Regions from separate parts of the Mus musculus genome. Here region 1 is linked to region 2. A link is a contact called in public Hi-C data. All regions are on one chromosome and are shown on one strand. Each heading gives the region's core, a stretch centred on a gene start, on an enhancer-like site or on the middle of the called end of the contact. The rest is flanking DNA. Distances are from core to core; before and after follow the strand shown. Region 1 overlaps Saxo1 (stabilizer of axonemal microtubules 1). Region 2 overlaps Adamtsl1 (ADAMTS-like 1).

Region 1 (4,290 bases), core at 1,215-3,714, 430 kb before region 2:
TGAGTGTGTGCACTTGTGCGTTTGTGAGGGTTAACGTGTGTGTGTGTGTGTGTGTGTGTGTGTGTGTGTGTGTGTTGTATGTGCACGAGGAGGCTGGGGGGATGATGGGTACCCTTCTCAACTGCTCTTTCTTTCTTTCTTTCTTTCTTTCTTTCTTTCTTTCTTTCTTTCTTTCTTTCTTTCTTTCTTTTTTTCTTTCTTTCTTTCTTTTTTTCTTTCTTTCTTTCTTTCTTTTGATTGTTTTTTTAAAGCTACCTATATACAGTATGATTTTTCATTTTTCTAGAGCTTGCTTTATATCTTTTTAAAAATTATCATATATATATATGTATATATATATATATATACACACACACACATATATATATTACAGTCCAGTCTTTCTTCCCCTCCTGTTCTGCCCTCTGACGGTTCCTCAACCCATTCCCTCCTCCCTGGTATTCAGGAGGATGTCCCCTCCCCGAGCCCTCACCCAGCCAGGCCGTTGACAAGGGTTATGTGCATCTTCTCTCACTGAGGCCAGACCAGGCAGTCCTCTGCTGTATATGTGTTGGGGGCCTTAGACAGCTAGTATATGTTGCCTGGTTGGTGGCTCAGTGTGTGAGAGAGTTTGGGGATCCAGAGTTGAGACTGCTGGGTTTCCTATGCGGTTACCCTCCTCCTCGACTTCTTCTTGCCTTTCCCTAATTCAACCACAGGGGTTCTTGACTTCAGTCCATTAGTTGGGTGTAAGTATCTGCTTCTGCCTCAGCCAGCTGCTTGTTGGGCCTCTCAGAGGGCAGCCATGCTAGGCTCCTGTCTGTAAGCACACCATAGCATGCCCTCTCCATCCTCTCTCTCACCCAGTTCTCGCTCTCCATCTACCCCCAATGGCTGTTCTATTTCCCCTTCTGAGTGAGATTCCTGTGCCCACCTTGCTATTTAGCTTGCTTTGTTCTGTGGGTTATAGAACAAATATGGCAAATATTCACTTATCAGTGAGAAAATACCATATATGTTCTTTTGTGTCTGAGTTACCTCACCCAGGATGATATTTTCTGGTTCCATCTATTTGCCTGCAAAACTCATGATGCTCTCGTTCTTTTATTCTTTTATTATTTTATTTTATTTTATTTTTTGTTTTTTTTGAGACAGGGTTTCTCTGTATAGCCCTGGCTGTCCTGGAGCTCACTTTGTAGACCAGGCTGGCCTCGAACTCAGAGATCTGCCTGCCTCTGCCTCCCAAGTTGCTGGGATTAAAGGTGTGCACCACCATGCCTGGCTAATGTTCTCGTTCTTAATAGCTGAGTAGTATTCCATTGTGTAAATGAACCACATTTTCTGTGTTCATTCTTCTGTCATGGGACATCTTGATTGTTTCCAGCTTATGGCTATCACAAATAAGACCCCTATGAATATAATGGAGCATGTGTCCTTGTGTCATGGTGGCGCATCTTTTCAGTATATGCCCAGGGGTGGTATAGCTGGGTCTTCAGGTAGATCTATTTCCAATTTTCTGAGGAACCTCCAGATTGATTTCCAGAGTGGTTGTACCAGCTTGCAATCCCACCAGCAATGGAGGAGTGTTTCCTTATTTCTTGAGACCTAGAGTTCACCAATTTGACTAGGCTGATGGACTAGTCAGCCCTAGGAATCTCCCATGTCTGCCTCCCCAGTACTGGGGCAGCATGCACAGGCCGCTGCACTCAGCTCTTTTACACAGGTTCTGAGGAAATACTTTACTGACTGAGCCATCTAAATCCCCGCCTTTCAGTTCCATTTCCACCTCCTTCCTAGCTGGGATTGCTCATGGTGCTATTACAGTATCATTAAAAAAACAAACAACAAACAAACCATTAAGATCATATGACTTGGGTAATTTAAATAGCCCCTACCCTACCCCCATCCTATGAGAACAGAGTCTTGCTATGTACCCTTGGCTGGCCTGGAACTAGATATGTAGACCAGCTTTACTTCAGACTCGTGGAGATCCGCCTGCCTCTGCCTCCCAAGTGCTGGGATTAAAGGCGTGCACCTTCTAGATCTTTGCCTATGACAGTTCTTCATTGACTTGGGGTAGACTTAGAATTTACCCCCATGTGTCCTGTCTCCCAGACTCACTGGACTGTGCTGGCTACACTGATGTTCTGGCTGCTGACAATACTCTCTAAATTAACTACTCAGCGACACCAAACCACTCGAATATGGCAACTGAGCAGGGCCCAAATATTTTTTTTCAAATCATTAGAATGGTGTTTAATATCATGCAACACCTTCTGGGTTAAAGTCTTGAGTTTCTGGATTCTCTTGAAAAACCAAAATGACATGGCGGTTGTGTGCCTGTCTTTGTAAGAGGTAATGGCCAGGTGATACCCTGAGAAGACAGGCAGGCTTTTCCCAAATTGTTCTTGGAGAAAAGTAAGGGGGAATACCCAGGAAGTTTTTCCTCCTATTTCCCACAAGAGGGCAGTCTAATCTCTAAGACAGTAGATGCCTCTGGCTTTGTAAAGCTGCAGATATGACTTTGGTGAAATAATTTGTTCAGGCACCCACCTAGGTTTGAACACAAATCAGAATACAGCGTGGGCTTTGCTCTTTACGTCCATATTTTCACTGACTCCTGTCCTCGGGCCTGGTGCTCTGCCCCACCTGCAGCTCCCGAATCTTAACAAGCTTCTGTGTGAAAATCAGAAGGGGGACTTTTTGATTCTGTAGCGTCAGAGCCACAAGTTCAGCTGAGAGGGCAGCTATAAGAAGTCTAACAGGGGCCTTGTAAGGCAGGATTCTTTTTAGGGAAACACCCCAAGCCACAGAAATGGTCTCAAAGCCTAACATCTCTCGAGGCACTGTTTTGTGTTTCCTTTTTAGCTAGAGTCTTCTTCCCTGGTCTTGATCTATGTAGTTGAAGGTGACCTTGAGCCCCTACCCTCTTGCCTCCCACCTCCCAGGTACCAGAAACAGGCATTTGCTACCACATCAGGTTACCACAGTGCTCCAGATGGAGTCCGTGGCCATGGGTGTGCTAGGCACACCGTCTACCAACTGAGCTTTGTCTCAGCTCTTGGTGGTAATTCTTACTGGTGGAGAATCCCGAGGCAGAGCACACAGCCACAGGCATGCCCTGACGCTAACTAGGCCCTGAGGAGATGCTATGTAAACCCAGATGCTTGTTAATTCAGAATGAGACACATCTGCTGACGAGACCCAGAAAACTCAGTTTTTGCTAACTAGCATATTTTAATTTCAGGGAAAAAAAAAACCAACCCAAAACAAAGAACAAAACAAAAACAACCAGAAGTTAAAATATAAATTAGAGGCCCACACAAGGGTGGTGATATAATCTGACATTGAGGGTTCCTGTGATGTATCTAAGCCCTACACCAAGGGACTCAGAGTTTGTGGCGGCTCCCTTTCTCTGGCCGCGCTACGGGTAACTTGTTGTAGCTCCTTGCCTCTCTGTTCTCTGGCCCCACCTCTCCACATCTGTCCAGATGTACCTATCATGAGCTCACCCCATGAACTCATAACTAGGTATTCTAGATAAAGCTAATATTAAATTGGGTGTACTGGATATTATATATGTGTGTGTGTATCCCCATACATGCGCATACACTCTTGTGTATATATATGTATATTCATGTACCATATATTCATGTAATATATATTTATATAATATATATACAATATATATGTAATATAATGTAATATAACTTGTTGTGTATCCTGTTTTCACCCTAGCTTCCACCACGTTGGTTGCCCATAATCACAAAGGACCCTGACTCAGTCTTGGGTTTTACATTTTTGGGGTTAGTTCTGGCCATGCTAAGACCTTGAGTATCTATTGACATTTTTGCTAATTTTTTATTCATAAGCTTACTTGGAAGGATCTCCATGGGTCCCAGTGCATCTCCTTCTGTTGGTTATGTTAAAACCATCTCTGCCCTGCATTTCTAACGCAGCAGTTGCAGTGTTTGGTTGACAGTGTGTCGCTTCCATCCCTGCCTCCCCAGTGGGAAGTGAGAGTGGGCTCAGATGCCTCATTAAGTAGCTTGATAGGATTTGGAGAAATAGGGCAGTTAGAAATGAGTTATTTGGTACTAAAGTGCAGTGAAGCATGTATTTAAATGCCTATTTAGTGCTTCAAACCTGGCTTTGGCTCATGGTGCTGTTAGGAGAAGTAGGAGACTTAGTTCTATTTTTAAATCTATGCAACTGGCTGGCCATGCAAAACAGCTAGAGCAGTGTGGGCCACCGCTGTGCATAAACCTTAGCCATCTTGAGCTGTCTTTTGTAATCTTTTCAAGAAGTCCT
Region 2 (4,047 bases), core at 550-3,049:
ATATGAAAGGCTGTTTAAAGCTCAAAAAGTCGACTTAGAGCATTTTGTAAAATGGGAGGATGTTGAAGAATGGTAGGGCTACAGTAGCAAAGTGTCATATGCTAAGTGGACCGAATGTTTGATATTTATGGATTATTCATATATAAGTCCAAGTTTAAGGTGTCTGAAGTCCTGGTTACCTTGGACACCTCTCTTCTTGGCTGGGGATGGCTGCTCCCCCTCCCCTCCCCCCTCCCCTCCTCCTCCTCCCCCTCCCCTCCCTCTCTCTCTCTTTCTTCCTCTTCCTCCTCTCTCCCTTTCTCTCTTCTTTTCCCTGCTCTTTCTGCTTTCTCTCTTCCTCTGTATATCTGTGTCTTTGTACATCCTGATCTCCTTACCAGCTATGCTGTATTGGAATCCAGCCTAATGTCTATGTGGCTTAACTGTTCCTATGAAGATATCATCAGATAGGCTTATATTCTAGCATACTGGGATGCTGGGACTTCATGCAAATGAGAGGATGCAAGGAAAGTCACCCCAGGTGGGAAGAGGGTGCAGAGACATTGTTGAGACCAGTACCACGTTATAGGTATTGCCTCAGTGTTCGTGAAGATGACCCAGGATTTGGGATGTTTTTAATGTTTCAAACACGAATACAAAACTAATTGAGTAACTTAAAATACTTCTATCAAATCTCTTTATCTTTAATATTTTATTAAAATTATACTACCAATAGAAAATGTACATTTTTCTTTCTAAACATGTAGAAACACTATAAAGAATGAGAACTGTGACTCCACTTATTTAGTCCCTTCCTGTCTGACATTAAGTAATCTCTGCAATTCATTTGATGCATATCCTTCAAGACCTGTAGCTATATCACACACCCATGCTCAGATCCTCAGTCTACCTTAGGAAACCTTAAAGCAAGAACACTGTATTATATATATATATATAATATACATAAAATAAATACCTACAAATATATATATATTGTAGACTAAGTTTTTCAAACTTAGGAGAACTTAGAAGAACTTTATAGCTTTATGTATATATTCTTATTATTTTAAATGATTTCTAGCATTCCGGCATTGGCGCATCAGTTTTCCTGGCGGATTCTCTTCTATGTGTTTTTACTTTTAAACTACCACAAACATTGTATTCATGTGCTTCTTTGTATATTTATGAACCAGGTATTTTGACAGGTGGTAAATGGAGATTAGAGAAGGTTAATACATTTGTTTCAAGCATATAGATAGTCGTGGCAATGCTCCAATTCAGAAAAGACCCACTCTTTGAGAGAATCAATATGTCTGTCAGACTTCAGTGTCCCTGGAATACAACAGTGAAGAAGAGATCGTTATGTCCCTGCCCCCTACTTCTCTGATCCATATACCTAAGCTCTCTCAGATACTCTCCAAGTACAGCATGCATCTAGAATCTAGAGGGAAGGAGACACTGATCTTCAAAACTAGTGGCTGCCATCCTTCCTAATGCTGTGACCTTTAGTATAGTTCCCTGTGCTATTGTAACCCCCAACCATAAAATTATTTTGTTGCTACTTCATAACTATAATTTTTTGCTATGAATCTTAATGTAAAATCTGATAGGTGACCCCAAAGGGGTTATGACCCATAGGCTGAGAACTGCTCCGTAAACCTACCAGAAGAAGATATGTCCAGGCCAACCTATACTGATCTCAGAGGTGATATCAGCACAACAGAATTTTCCAATTTTCAAACTGCCTGAGACAAGGCATGAAGAAAGGATGCGTCTTGTGAGAAGCACATTTCTTTGGTCCATGCTGGAGGGAGTGAGTCAGCCACAGGGAGAAGCAGCCAGGATGCTGAGGGTAACCTTGGAAGACCCTCTGGTAGGTGGGGATCTTGAACATTTATTAGGAAGAAACCAACATTCTTTCCCTCAGAATTTCCTTCCCACTTAAGAGACTTTGTACTTGAGGTTAAGAAATCCCTCCATGCCTTCTATATATTTTGCCTGAGAGGGGCTGGCTTGCAGCCTGGGGGGAAGAAGAAACACAGAGTGGGTGGTTAGAGCAGCTAGTTTCTAGTCAGCCTCCTCTTCCCAACAGAGCCCATCACTCTGAGTGAGCGGCTAGGAATGCCCCTATAAATAACATGCTGGCTGAGTCCAGATTCTAGCTCAGATAAATATCTCACCTCTTTCCCCACAATAGGCCCTGTGCTGCACCTCATAAAACCACACACGAGGGTCTGAAGCAATCTAGGCCCCTTCATGCCTTGCCCTTCACACATACTAACTAGTCTCCAATGTCACCTCAGAGAGAACTTCCTGACCACCCATGCACAGCAAGCTCCCCAGTCCCTCTCCACCACACCACCCTGCTTTGCTTTTTTTTTTTTCCACAGCCTCTATTATGTAAAACTGTCTTCTTTCTTTGCTTAGATGTTTACTCTCTGTTTTCACCAGCTAACTTTGAACTTTTTGAGAGTCTGGACTACATCTTTCTTTGTCATTAGCATCTCTAGCACCTAGGTAGCATGCTCTCAGCATGGTAGGTCTCAGTTGGATTTGTTAAGTGAATTCCATCCTCATTTCTCAAAATCATTCTCTTATTGTAGCTTGAAACCTATTCCCTCTCATCTTTCAAGGATCCACTCAAGTGACATTTTACTGGAGATGCCATTCATTCATCATGTATGCAGATTTTGTTCACAGCACTACTGATGCCCTAGTAATTTTTTTTAGGATACCCATAGGGCAAAAGAAAGACACACCAGTTTCACTTAGAAGTAGCTATGTCCAAGCAACCCGTTAAGAATTGGTGTCCTAGTCACTTGGTATCAGTTTGAAAGAGCAATACATACAACTCCAAAAAAAAAAAAAAAAAAAGGATTTTGTTTCACTCCTATTTTCTTACCAATGGATGCAATTGTGTGTTGGGGACTTTACAGCCTCTCTAAGCGTGAGTCACATCAGGCAGTATGCTGGATAGTTTAAGGTCAATGTGACACAGGCTAGAATCATCTGAGAGGAGGGCACCCAACTGAGAGGTCCATAAGGTTGGGCTGTAGTCACACCATAGAACATCTTCCTAATTAGTGTTTGATGTGTAGCCCCAGCCTATTGTGAGCAGGACTATTCCTGGGATTGTGGTCCTGGTTCTATAAGAGAACAGGCTGAGCAAGCAGTGGTAAGCGAGCTAGTAAGCAGCACCCCTTCATGGTTCTCTGCATCAGATCGTGTCTCCGGGTTCCTGCCCTGTTTGAGTCCTGTTCTGAGTTCCTTTGATGATGAACAGTGATATTGGAAGTCTGAAACTAATACTCCCTCTCCTCTCCAAGTTGCTTTCATCACAGCAATAGTAACCCTAGTTAAGGCAGGCTGTGTCACTGTTACTCTCCATCTAGCACTGGCCACTCTTTACTCTCATTAGGAAAGCCTATGCTCCATTAAAAGTAAAGATGCTGTAGAGGAGAGAACAGTGCTTGAGAGATTTGTGTATTGTTCAATGGGTGCCGGGAAGTGCTGTGGTTTCTTTTCATGTTGAAGATGTCCTAAGGCAGTTGTGAGTTTCCTGATTCCTCCAGCACTGGGTATCACGTGAACATAGGGTGAAACAATCAGATGGTGTCCTGATGGGACTTTTTAGCTTCCTGTGCCCACCTCCACATGGACAGTGCATACCACACTTTATTTGGTTGTGTGTCTGTGGCTGTTCTTGACATAATAGACTTTCATTTCCTCAAGGACAGATGTCCTGCCTTTATCCTGATAGCAGCAGCCCCTAGAATCTACGGTGCAGAATACGAGCTGGAAAGTCAACAGATGTTGGTGACATATATGGTTACACAAGGTGGGGAGTGAGAGAGAGCATGCAAGCAAATCTGTGACCCTGTCAAGTAACACCACATCTTACTTCCATCTTTCTGAACAAGGATGACAAAGGTCATAAAGGACTGCAACAGGATGAGGAGAACATTAACACATTCCACACCTTGGAGTACCTCGGATGGAATGACCCAATGCACAGACTCTGATGGACTCCCACAGATGATTTCACTAACTCTGTCCAGACTGCAGGGA

What was found. Hi-C and Micro-C count contacts between places; a contact is called where the count stands out from the background.
Region 1: a Hi-C map of uterus shows a contact between it and region 2, with 6 times the contacts expected there. The contact joins two enhancer-like sites. A contact is called at or near these places in 8 of 39 promoter capture datasets (the 3T3-L1 cell line, embryonic stem cells, frontonasal cranial neural crest and 3 more), 1 of 15 datasets of contacts at CTCF or cohesin (the NIH/3T3 cell line), 6 of 484 Hi-C or Micro-C datasets (embryonic stem cells, tail fibroblasts and uterus) and 3 of 115 datasets of contacts at active chromatin or transcription factors (differentiating embryonic stem cells, embryonic stem cells and fibro-adipogenic progenitors).

The regions. Positions count from the first base shown.
Region 1 is chr4:86,543,980-86,548,269 of GRCm38.p6, reverse strand. All of the region lies in intron 1 of Saxo1 (stabilizer of axonemal microtubules 1), which reads left to right. Among named protein-coding and RNA genes, the nearest start is that of Saxo1, 12 kb to the left of the region's middle. Within about 2 kb of position 2,464, at least 14 of the 459 cell types and tissues checked have an H3K27ac peak or open chromatin away from gene starts, as enhancers often do. A contact at or near this core is called in uterus, where this site is marked.
Region 2 is chr4:86,117,458-86,121,504 of GRCm38.p6, reverse strand. All of the region lies in intron 3 of Adamtsl1 (ADAMTS-like 1), which reads right to left. Among named protein-coding and RNA genes, the nearest start is that of Adamtsl1, 66 kb to the right of the region's middle. Within about 2 kb of position 1,799, at least 9 of the 459 cell types and tissues checked have an H3K27ac peak or open chromatin away from gene starts, as enhancers often do. A contact at or near this core is called in uterus, where this site is marked.